Linked DNA regions of Triticum aestivum: region 2 is linked to region 1. Evidence: chromatin contacts called from public Hi-C data. All regions are on one chromosome and are shown on one strand. Each heading gives the region's core, a stretch centred on a gene start, on an enhancer-like site or on the middle of the called end of the contact. The rest is flanking DNA. Distances are from core to core; before and after follow the strand shown. Region 1 holds the start of LOC123145868 (autophagy-related protein 18b). Region 2 holds the start of LOC123145871 (protein TIC 55, chloroplastic).

Region 1 (4,404 bases), core at 734-3,233:
TAGTGCACGGCTTTTGTCGTTTGAGAGCAACCCACCTCCGAAGCATTTGAGAGAGAGAGATCCTTGCGAGGACAAAGCCCAAAACACCCAGAGCCAAAGAGTGTTAGGCATCACTGAAGTCTTTCTGTCCGCGTGATCTGAAGACTTGTTACACTTGAGGACTGTGAATCCTCCAGCCGGTTAGGCGTCCGTTCTGAGCATCCAAGAGCCATTGTGGATTGCCAGTGAACGAAGTCTGTGAAGGTTTGGAAGTCTACCTTGAAGACTTACCAGAGTGATTGGGCGAGGACTAAGTGTTCTTAGCTCAAGGGGAATAACGTGAAGACACGGTCTTCTGAGTTAAATCTCAGCCTCCCTAACCAGACGTACAGTTGTCACAGCAACTGGAACTGGTCTACCAAATCCTTGTCCTCACCAAGCAACTGGTTCTATCCTTCCCATCTCTTTACTTTACAGTTTGTCTTCGTGAAGTCATTGCCTGCTTGCATGATCTGATTGTCTTCACTGTGCGAAGACTGTTGTTGTCTGGCTTCATACTATCTTCCATCCTGATCCATACTATCTAGCTGCTGATAGTCTTCGTACTTTCACTTCATTGCTTACTTGACTATGGCTTGTCTTGTGTAGTCTACCTTTCGCTGCATATCAATGGGTTCATTTCTATTGTTTGTCTTCAAAGCCCCCGTGTTTTGAAGACTTTCATAAAAACCGTCTGTTCACCCCCCTCTAGTCGATAACTAGCACTTTCACATATAATATTTTTTTTCACTTTCCAACAATGTGTCATGCCTATTTTATGGCCTCCTTTTCAACTATTTCTAAAACTAAGAGTTAAGAAAAAAATACATCTGCTTCCCTAATGAACTCATTGCTCACACGCATCATTGGACGTGTAGCACAATGTAGCTGGGGATTTAACGCTCACCGAGTCAACTCTTTCAATAAACATATGAACTGTTAGAGCATCTACAGCCGGACGCCTCAAACCATCCCTCATACGCCTGCGGACGCGCCCGGTCAGTGACCAGACATGAGAGAAAAGGAAAAATGTGACCCAACCAGACCCCTCATATCATCTCTATACGCCCGGGTTGTCCGCGAACCCTCATATCCATCTTAAATATGGGGAGGATATGAGGGCTCGCGGACGCGCCCGGGCACGCTCGGGCAGTCCGCCACGTAGAACGCGGCCCCATCCCGGACCACCTTTTCTCTTTCTTTATTTAATCTTTTATTTCTCTCTCTTCGTCTCCACCAATCACGTGCAAGTGACTGGACATATGAGGAGAAAAATAAGGAGTGTGGTTGCGCGGACGGATAAATGAGGGCTCAAAATGGACACGCCCGGTCACTGACCCGGCGCGTCCGCGGGCGTTTAAGGGGTCATATTTGATATGTCCGGTTGTAGATGCTCTTACCTCGACATAAGGAATTTTCTAACGTGGGAATACAACATAGCACTGCCCTTTTGCTTAAAGAAAATAAACAAGTTTACAAACCACTAAAAAACCTATTTTCCCCATGATATTGGATGTCCAAAAAGTCATCTCCATCATGTTATAGTGGTCAAAACTATTTTCACATGAAAGCACATAGTTTTTCGAACTATTTCATGTAATAATAAATCCTCATAATAAAAGTGTGACTGCTTTTCACACGTGGCGTGATGAATCTGTATCCATCCACTTAAGAAAATGTAATTTCGTACGCCTGAGGCACTCTTCAAATACACAAATTTCATTGCCAAAAACTGCCGTGTCTCAGAAAACTTACAACAATCTCACTCTAGTATGTCTTTTTTTTTTTCATTCTTAAAAAAAAAAGTCCTTCTGTTCTCCAGGAGTCTGAACATTTTGCCAAGAAAAAAAGGAGTATGAGCCGTTACCAAAACGGATTCCGTTGGTTTTACCGTTAAACCGAAGCTTCTAATCTGTCCACGACGCACGCAAAGGCGCCCAACTGGGCTACGAAACGGGGAAGAAGCTACACGTAAAGCCATCCCACCGCCGAATATTTTCACTACTTTATTCCCGGACACGCACGCAGGCGGCGCAACCGAACTTCCCCTTCAGCCGCGGAGGAGAGAAAAAGAAAATCCGATTCCGGCGAGCGAGCAGGCGGCGGCGCCGGCGATGGCGAGCGGCTCGTCCCGGCCCCAGATTCTCTGCGTCTCCTTCAACCAGGACAACAGGTACGCGCGGGAGCGGGGCGGCGGGATATGCGCTCTCGTGCTCGATTCCGGCGGGTCTGGGGGGTCGGATTCGCCGGAGGGGAGCGCTGGGTCTGACTCTGGGTTTGCCTGTGCTTTGCTTCAGCATGTTCTCCGTCGGGACCAAGGAAGGGTTCAAGATTTTCGATGCCCGGACCGGGAGGCTCTGCAACGACAACAGTAAGGCTTGCTTCAGAGCTCTCCCCCTCATAGCAGTCGTTCACTGCGAATATCCAATTGTACTTAGAAGTTGGAACAAGTTAATTGTGTAGCTCCTAGTGTAAAACCGGCTACTTCTATGTAGAAGCTTATGCTGAACAATCAAGGTTGCTTTGTGCTTCCTGCCTAATTCAGACTAGTTGTGAACACAATCATTGTGCATTGGTAGAGGGTAGAACCAGATAGCAATGCAAATTCCCTTTCTGTCAACGCATTATTGGGTGACTAAACCCGCCTAGGCAATAACTATCGCTCTATGAATTTATCATAAATAGCTAATGCGTTAAACCGTATGTGCCTCTTCTGTGGTTGCAGAACTTGGAGGACTGAATGTCGTGGAGCTGTGGTTTGCTACGAACCTCATCGCTATGGTCGGAACTGGGGAGCAGGTATCTGACGCGCTCTTTTCCTCGTTTTCGTTCTATTTGTTCCCTGTTGTGCGGTTGAAGTTCGACGAATCGATTTGTTCGTTGTTGTGCGGTTGAAGTTTGAGGAATCAAGTTTTACATGGATGACGTGGTTGGTTCAAATTGCCTTTTGCAGCCTTCACGGTCTCCTCGTCGCCTTTGCCTCTTCAATACCATTACAGGCGCCTCAAAGAAGGATCTGAACTTCAGGAGTACAATTTTGGCTGTTCGGTTTAGTAGAACGAGGTACACCACCAATCCTTCCTGTCTAGAAGAGACTGAGTACCCTAGCTAGTATTTCACTCACCTGTTACTAATTAGGTCCATCTCTAGATTGCCTGAGCACATTTAAGACTGTCGTACATTAGTGATGACTATGAGCCTAATTGGTTTGTTGCCAAAAGTTGGCATGCCAAATTTTGGCAACTGCCAAATATTGGCTAGAGATTGGTTGCATACCAATTTTCGTTGTCAATCTCACAGAAGGTTGCCAAATGTTGGCAACTTTTGGTTTTGCCAAATGTTGGCAACTTTTGGTTTTGCCAAATGTTGGCTTGCCAAATATTGGTAGCAAACCAATCAGCCTCTATGTTCTTTATATATCCTGCAATTTGAGAAGAGAAGTCTAGCAGGTCCATTCTAATTAACAATGCTGTCAGAGATCATGACGCTTAATCATATGCTTCTATCTATTCCTCGCAAAAAGAAAATGTAAAAGATGCTTCTATCCATTAGTTCCTGACTTCCTGTGATAACAAAAATTTTTACTTGTGTAATTGTTGTATGTCTATCGAGTTTTGGACCAGGGATGTTATGCATGCATTTTTCTCATTGAGTTTTATTATAAAAAAGGTTGTCACATTATGTGCAGGCTTATTGTTGTTTTGCAGGACAAGACCTTTATTTATGATCTAAACAGCACTCGTATCTTGGAGGAAATTGACACGGTACATAATCCTAAAGGTAAGCATCCTACCCAAAATTTTCAAATTGCGGCTCATACTACTATTCCAGACAATTATCTGGGGGCAACTCAGAAAGTATTTTTGAACTAGTTTTGCTTTGAAACAAAATTTGCTTTGCATATTTGCTGCTAACGTTGTTAATTTTAAATACCAGGCCTTTGTGCATTTGCTCCTAATTCAGAATGGTGTTATTTAGCCATCCCAGCGAGCACATCAAAAGGATCTGCTTTAGTGTATAAAGCATCAGAACCTGAATTAATATGCCAGGTAATTCACAGAAGGTTTAGTTCATTCTGTATCATTTGTACAGCCGAGTAAACATTATTACGTTTACGGATTTACACTTCTCCAAGTCATGGATCTTTCTTGAGAGAACCACTGTAAAAACCAACTACTCATTGATTATTTTGGATCTCATTGATTATTTTGAATCACTGAAAAGGCAATGGCCATGTAACTATGGTGGCATGCAATATTTTATTCATATATATGTGGATTTTTTTTGGAACCTATTTTTTTCTGGAATATAAATCAGAATAGGAAACTTTCAAGACAGGATTTTTTTCCCTACCGTTTTCAGTCAACTTTGGAGGCTTTAATCTCA
Region 2 (4,404 bases), core at 1,057-3,556, 270 kb before region 1:
CATAATTTCGGTATTTCTGAACAGACTCGCTCTATTTCTTTGATTGCATAGCTATTTTTCTCATATACACTACGTGGAAGAAAGTGTTTCTTGACAAGTTAAAAATTCAGTGTCGGCTTATGAACTTGTCTTGCCATGCAACTTCTGATGGCAAAATGATGCTAGTATAGATATATAAACAAGGGTAAAAACAGAGAAGTGTTTCTAGCTGACTAGATTAAAATGCGCTGACAGTATGATCTTATCCCGGCCTCTAATTATGCTTATTTACAATCTTCTGTGTGTCCTGATGAAGTTGGTTGTGATCAAAGAAACCACAGAGCCACACGCATACGACGCCGCGGCGAGCACGGCTGCGGCCCCCAGCAAGACGGCCTTCCACTGCCTCGTCGCCGCCAAGACGGCCGCGGCGGCAGCCACCGCAGCGAGCACGACGAAGGCCTTCTTCAGGGCGGTGTACCTGTTGACACTGTCCCTGCACCCCTTGCAGTGCACGACGTGCCGGAAGTACCTGCTGGTCGGGTTGGGCGCGTGCTGCGTGCCGAAGCCGCCCTTGGCCGGGAACGACGCGGAGATGCCCGCGGCGGCCCCCGCCGGCGCCTGCTCCACGACGGCCGGCACGGGCGGCGGCGAGATGGTGCTGTGGCCGAAGTAGTAGGGCATGCCGTGGCCGGCCCTGTCCATCCACCGCCGGTACTCGGCGACCCAGGTGTCCGATGAGCGGAGGTTGAGGTAGAGCTCCTTGGTGGGCACCTTCTCCCGGAGCAGCACCTCGTTCTGCGACGACAGGAACCCCATGTCCTGCTCGAACACCTTGCACGCGTTCTGGTGGAAGTACCATTTCGGCAGCACCCTCAGCAGCGGCGACCTCGCCGTGGACCCGAACCGGACGAGCAGCATCGACTTCCCCTGCCCGGCCGGCCGGCACAGGAACTGCGCCGAGAAGCACTGCTCCCTGCCGTCCTTGTCCACGAACTCGAGCGTGTTGGTGAGCACGCAGGGCGCCTCGAAGCGGAGCAGGTTGCGGAGGTGCGGCGCGCGCTCGCGCCACCAGTGGCCGGCGAAGCCCCGGGCGGTGCGCTCGGCGACCTCGAAGGCCAGCGGCTGCGCGTCCTCCCGCTTGGCCGTCCAGTCGGTGCGGTCGTGCGAGATGGGCACGTGCGCCGGGTCCATGAGGTTCTCCAGCAGGATGGAGTGGTCGTAGGGGAGCTCGTGCACCGTGGACAGGTCCGTGAACCCCGCCCGCGCGTACGGCTCGAACCACGGCAGCTTCTTGGCGTCCGGCGGGGTCGCCGGCGACATCCACACCCACACCACCCCCTGCGAGTCCCGCACCTCGTAGTTGCGCGCGCACGCGTTCCGCGGGATCTTGGCGCCCTCAGGCAGCTGCATGCGCATCAATCAAATCAAACACATGAATTTTCTCATGCGTTCGTAGTACTGATCCATGAATGAACTTGATTCGAAAGAAGTGCAGGACGAGACAAGACCTGCGGGATCTTGACGCACTTGCCCTCGCCGTCGAACTGCCAGCCATGGTAGAGGCACTCCAGCTTGCCGTCGACGAGCTGCCCTTCTGACAGCTTGGCTAACCTGCAGTGCAATCGGCCATGTTTGGATCATGCGATCAGTTAGAGGATCGGAGCTACACAGTATTATAACTTCAGTTATCAATCATGGCGATCTAGTTTCATCTGCTCGAATGAAGATGGATTTCTAAGTTTAGATGCACGAATTGGGATTTTATACTGAAACGAGATAAGTACTGACACACTCGTCTACCTGTGCGGGCATCGGTCCTCGTGGCAGCGGAGCACGCCGGCGGCGTCGCGGTAGAGCACGAGCTGGCGGTCGAAGACGGTGAGCGGGAGCGCCGCGTCGTCGGGCACCTCCTTGGACAGGTACAGCGGGTACCACTCCTCCCGCCAGTCGTACCTCCCGGCCGCCTCGCTCCCCTCCCCCTCCTGGGGGAGCAGCACGCCGTCCTGCTCCTGCGCGCCGGCCTCCTCCACCGCCGCCGCCCAGCACCTCCCGACGGCGCGGCTCCTCCCCCTTCCGACCCCGACCCCCTGCCACCGCACGCCACGCGCTGGGCTCGCCGCCGCGGAGGAGATCTTGAGCGCGGCGGAGGAGACCGCGAGGAGGAGGGAGGGGCGGGGCAGCGCGGTGGTGGGAGGAGGGGGCGTCATGTCTGGTCTGGTCTGTGGTGGTGGTTTGGTTGGCGCACAGAGCTCGCCCGCTCGATGCCCCGGATAAAAAAACTGTAGAGGCCTCGTGGGTTTGCATGCAGACACACGACTCTTTGCTTCCCGCTACGTTACACGTACGTATATATGAGACTCAATAGAGGTTCTGGCGAGTCGCCTGTGTCCCTGTCGTGCAAACTGGCGAGTGAGTTCCACACGCATCCGGGACAAATTTGACATTATGCGACAAGTTCAAAAATATTCTACCGACAGATTAGATAAATGACCAAACAAAGAGCGACCTATGAGAAAGTGACCAAAACATTCAGGGTCAAGTCAGCATTCTTTTGAGATAAACGTCTGTATTTGAGGTTTCTTGTACTCTTGGTGAATCTTTATAATAGATATGGTCCTTTTCGAGAGAAAAAAAGGAATAAAGTGCATCCTTGCGCCTGAATATGGTTTTCTTTTCCTCTTGGATTTGTTGGTTCTTAATCGATTGAATTAGTTAAATCTTGATTAACATTACACTCGTCAATTTATGTGGATATTCTTTCGGATTTTTTTCATTACCCGCTTTTTATCATTTCATAGTGCACCTTTTACGCTGTTTTTAATACATCTTGTGTTCTAGTTTTGCTCTTTTCCACTCAAGTACAGTTGCTGGCACCCAACTACATTTGCATATCCTTGTCGGACGGGCACAACTACAATTGCATATCTCGGTCGGCCGGGCAACTATAATTACATATATCTCAGCAGTCACACATCCTACAGTTGCACATCCCTTGTTAGACACGCGCGAAAGAAGAAAAGGAAGTATAGAAAACACAAAGACAAGAAAAAGGAAAAAAAAAAGGCAAACATCATATACTGATGTCAGTGGGGTGAAATTTAGCTAAACCAATCAACTGAGATCTAGCCACATCTTTATCCTTTTCATCCTAATGTCAAATCCAACCAATAACTGAGAGCATCAACACGGGTCAACACAAAATTAACATTATTGTTGGCTCCATCGAGTTAAGGTCGGAATGTAGGTTCCATATGGAGTGGTGCTCTATTCATTTTCTTGATGGTGGATCTTACAAAAGATACCCCACCGGTTATTTTAGAAGAATCCACGGTGGTGTGACTAGTTCCGCCATAGATAGCCACCTAGGCTACTGCCGGAACTCCTCCAGCGACTTGACCGATATCTTATATCAAACCAAATTAGTAGTCCTCCCTCTCATACGGCTGAGCCAATGTCTGCACCAGTGGCTCAAAGCCCCACTGCTGCATCACACACAAAATACCACACACGACGAGATATCTCTCTCTTGCCACCTCAAATGGAGGAAAAAACCCATTGCCACCAGTGGTAGTAAGAGGAGCAACCCCAAAGGGCGTCGAACCTGTCAGGACGACATACCTCCATTATCAATCTTAGAGACCATATCGCAAATGTCCATGTCGTGGCGTGCTCACACATCACTAAAGTGCAATCGCCCTGGCACATGCTTGGTGCACACACCAGCCAAGTGATGTCGTGTTGTCCATATGAATGTAGCACAGCCACCATCCGCACGCTTCTGGTTCCTACATGTCTAAAATATGACGACTAGATGTTGCTGCTACACCCAAAACAAGACCCCCCCCCCCCACCCTCTGTTATACCCTTTGGGTACAAGGTCCACCATCGACTAGAAATAGCCGAAGGCAGTGATGTTAGGGAAGAACAGAGCCACCGACCATGTGCTGGGCAAGGATGGAGCTTCATCGCCATCTAAGGGAGACAAGGGTGTAGAAGAAGGTGGGTTGAGGCAGGGGAGGCGACGGAGAATTCGTTGACGACATTCTAGGGTTCAGGACAGGACGACCAAGGGCTCGGGATATGGCTTTTGGTCCGAAGGCCCAACTAGAATTTTAATGAAAATATAGACATAATATATTACAAAAATAAATAAATAATGTTTTAAATAAAAAAGGTTGGGCATTTTTAAGCTCGGCCCAACCTAGAATTTTAATGAAAATTTAGACATATTAATGTATTCCAACAATAACTAAATATCTTTTAAATAAAAAAACAACGGTCATTTGTAAGCACGTCCTAACGAATGCTCTTGGCAAAAATAAAGTAGATGGCAATAATGAAAATTTAGACATATTTTTAAGCTTTTCCCTCTAATCACTCCATAACAGTGCTCCCGCATCGACCACCCAAGAACTGTTCCAG

What was found. A called contact is a pair of places that touch in the nucleus more often than the background predicts.
Region 2: a Hi-C map of leaf shows a contact between it and region 1, with 5 times the contacts expected there. The contact joins the promoter of LOC123145871 here to the promoter of LOC123145868 in region 1. A contact is called at or near these places in 1 of 5 Hi-C or Micro-C datasets (leaf) and 1 of 1 datasets of contacts at active chromatin or transcription factors (leaf).

The regions. Positions count from the first base shown.
Region 1 is chr6D:458,247,003-458,251,406 of IWGSC CS RefSeq v2.1, reverse strand. It overlaps LOC123145868 (autophagy-related protein 18b), which reads left to right and starts at 1,983. Exons shown (of 11, transcript XM_044565376.1): 1 at 1,983-2,191; 2 at 2,316-2,389; 3 at 2,744-2,817; 4 at 2,972-3,081; 5 at 3,707-3,798; 6 at 3,955-4,067. The coding sequence starts at 2,133.
Region 2 is chr6D:458,520,235-458,524,638 of IWGSC CS RefSeq v2.1, reverse strand. It overlaps LOC123145871 (protein TIC 55, chloroplastic), which reads right to left and starts at 2,306. Exons shown (of 3, transcript XM_044565382.1): 1 at 1,783-2,306; 2 at 1,491-1,593; 3 at 121-1,386. The coding sequence starts at 2,189. The coding sequence ends at 268.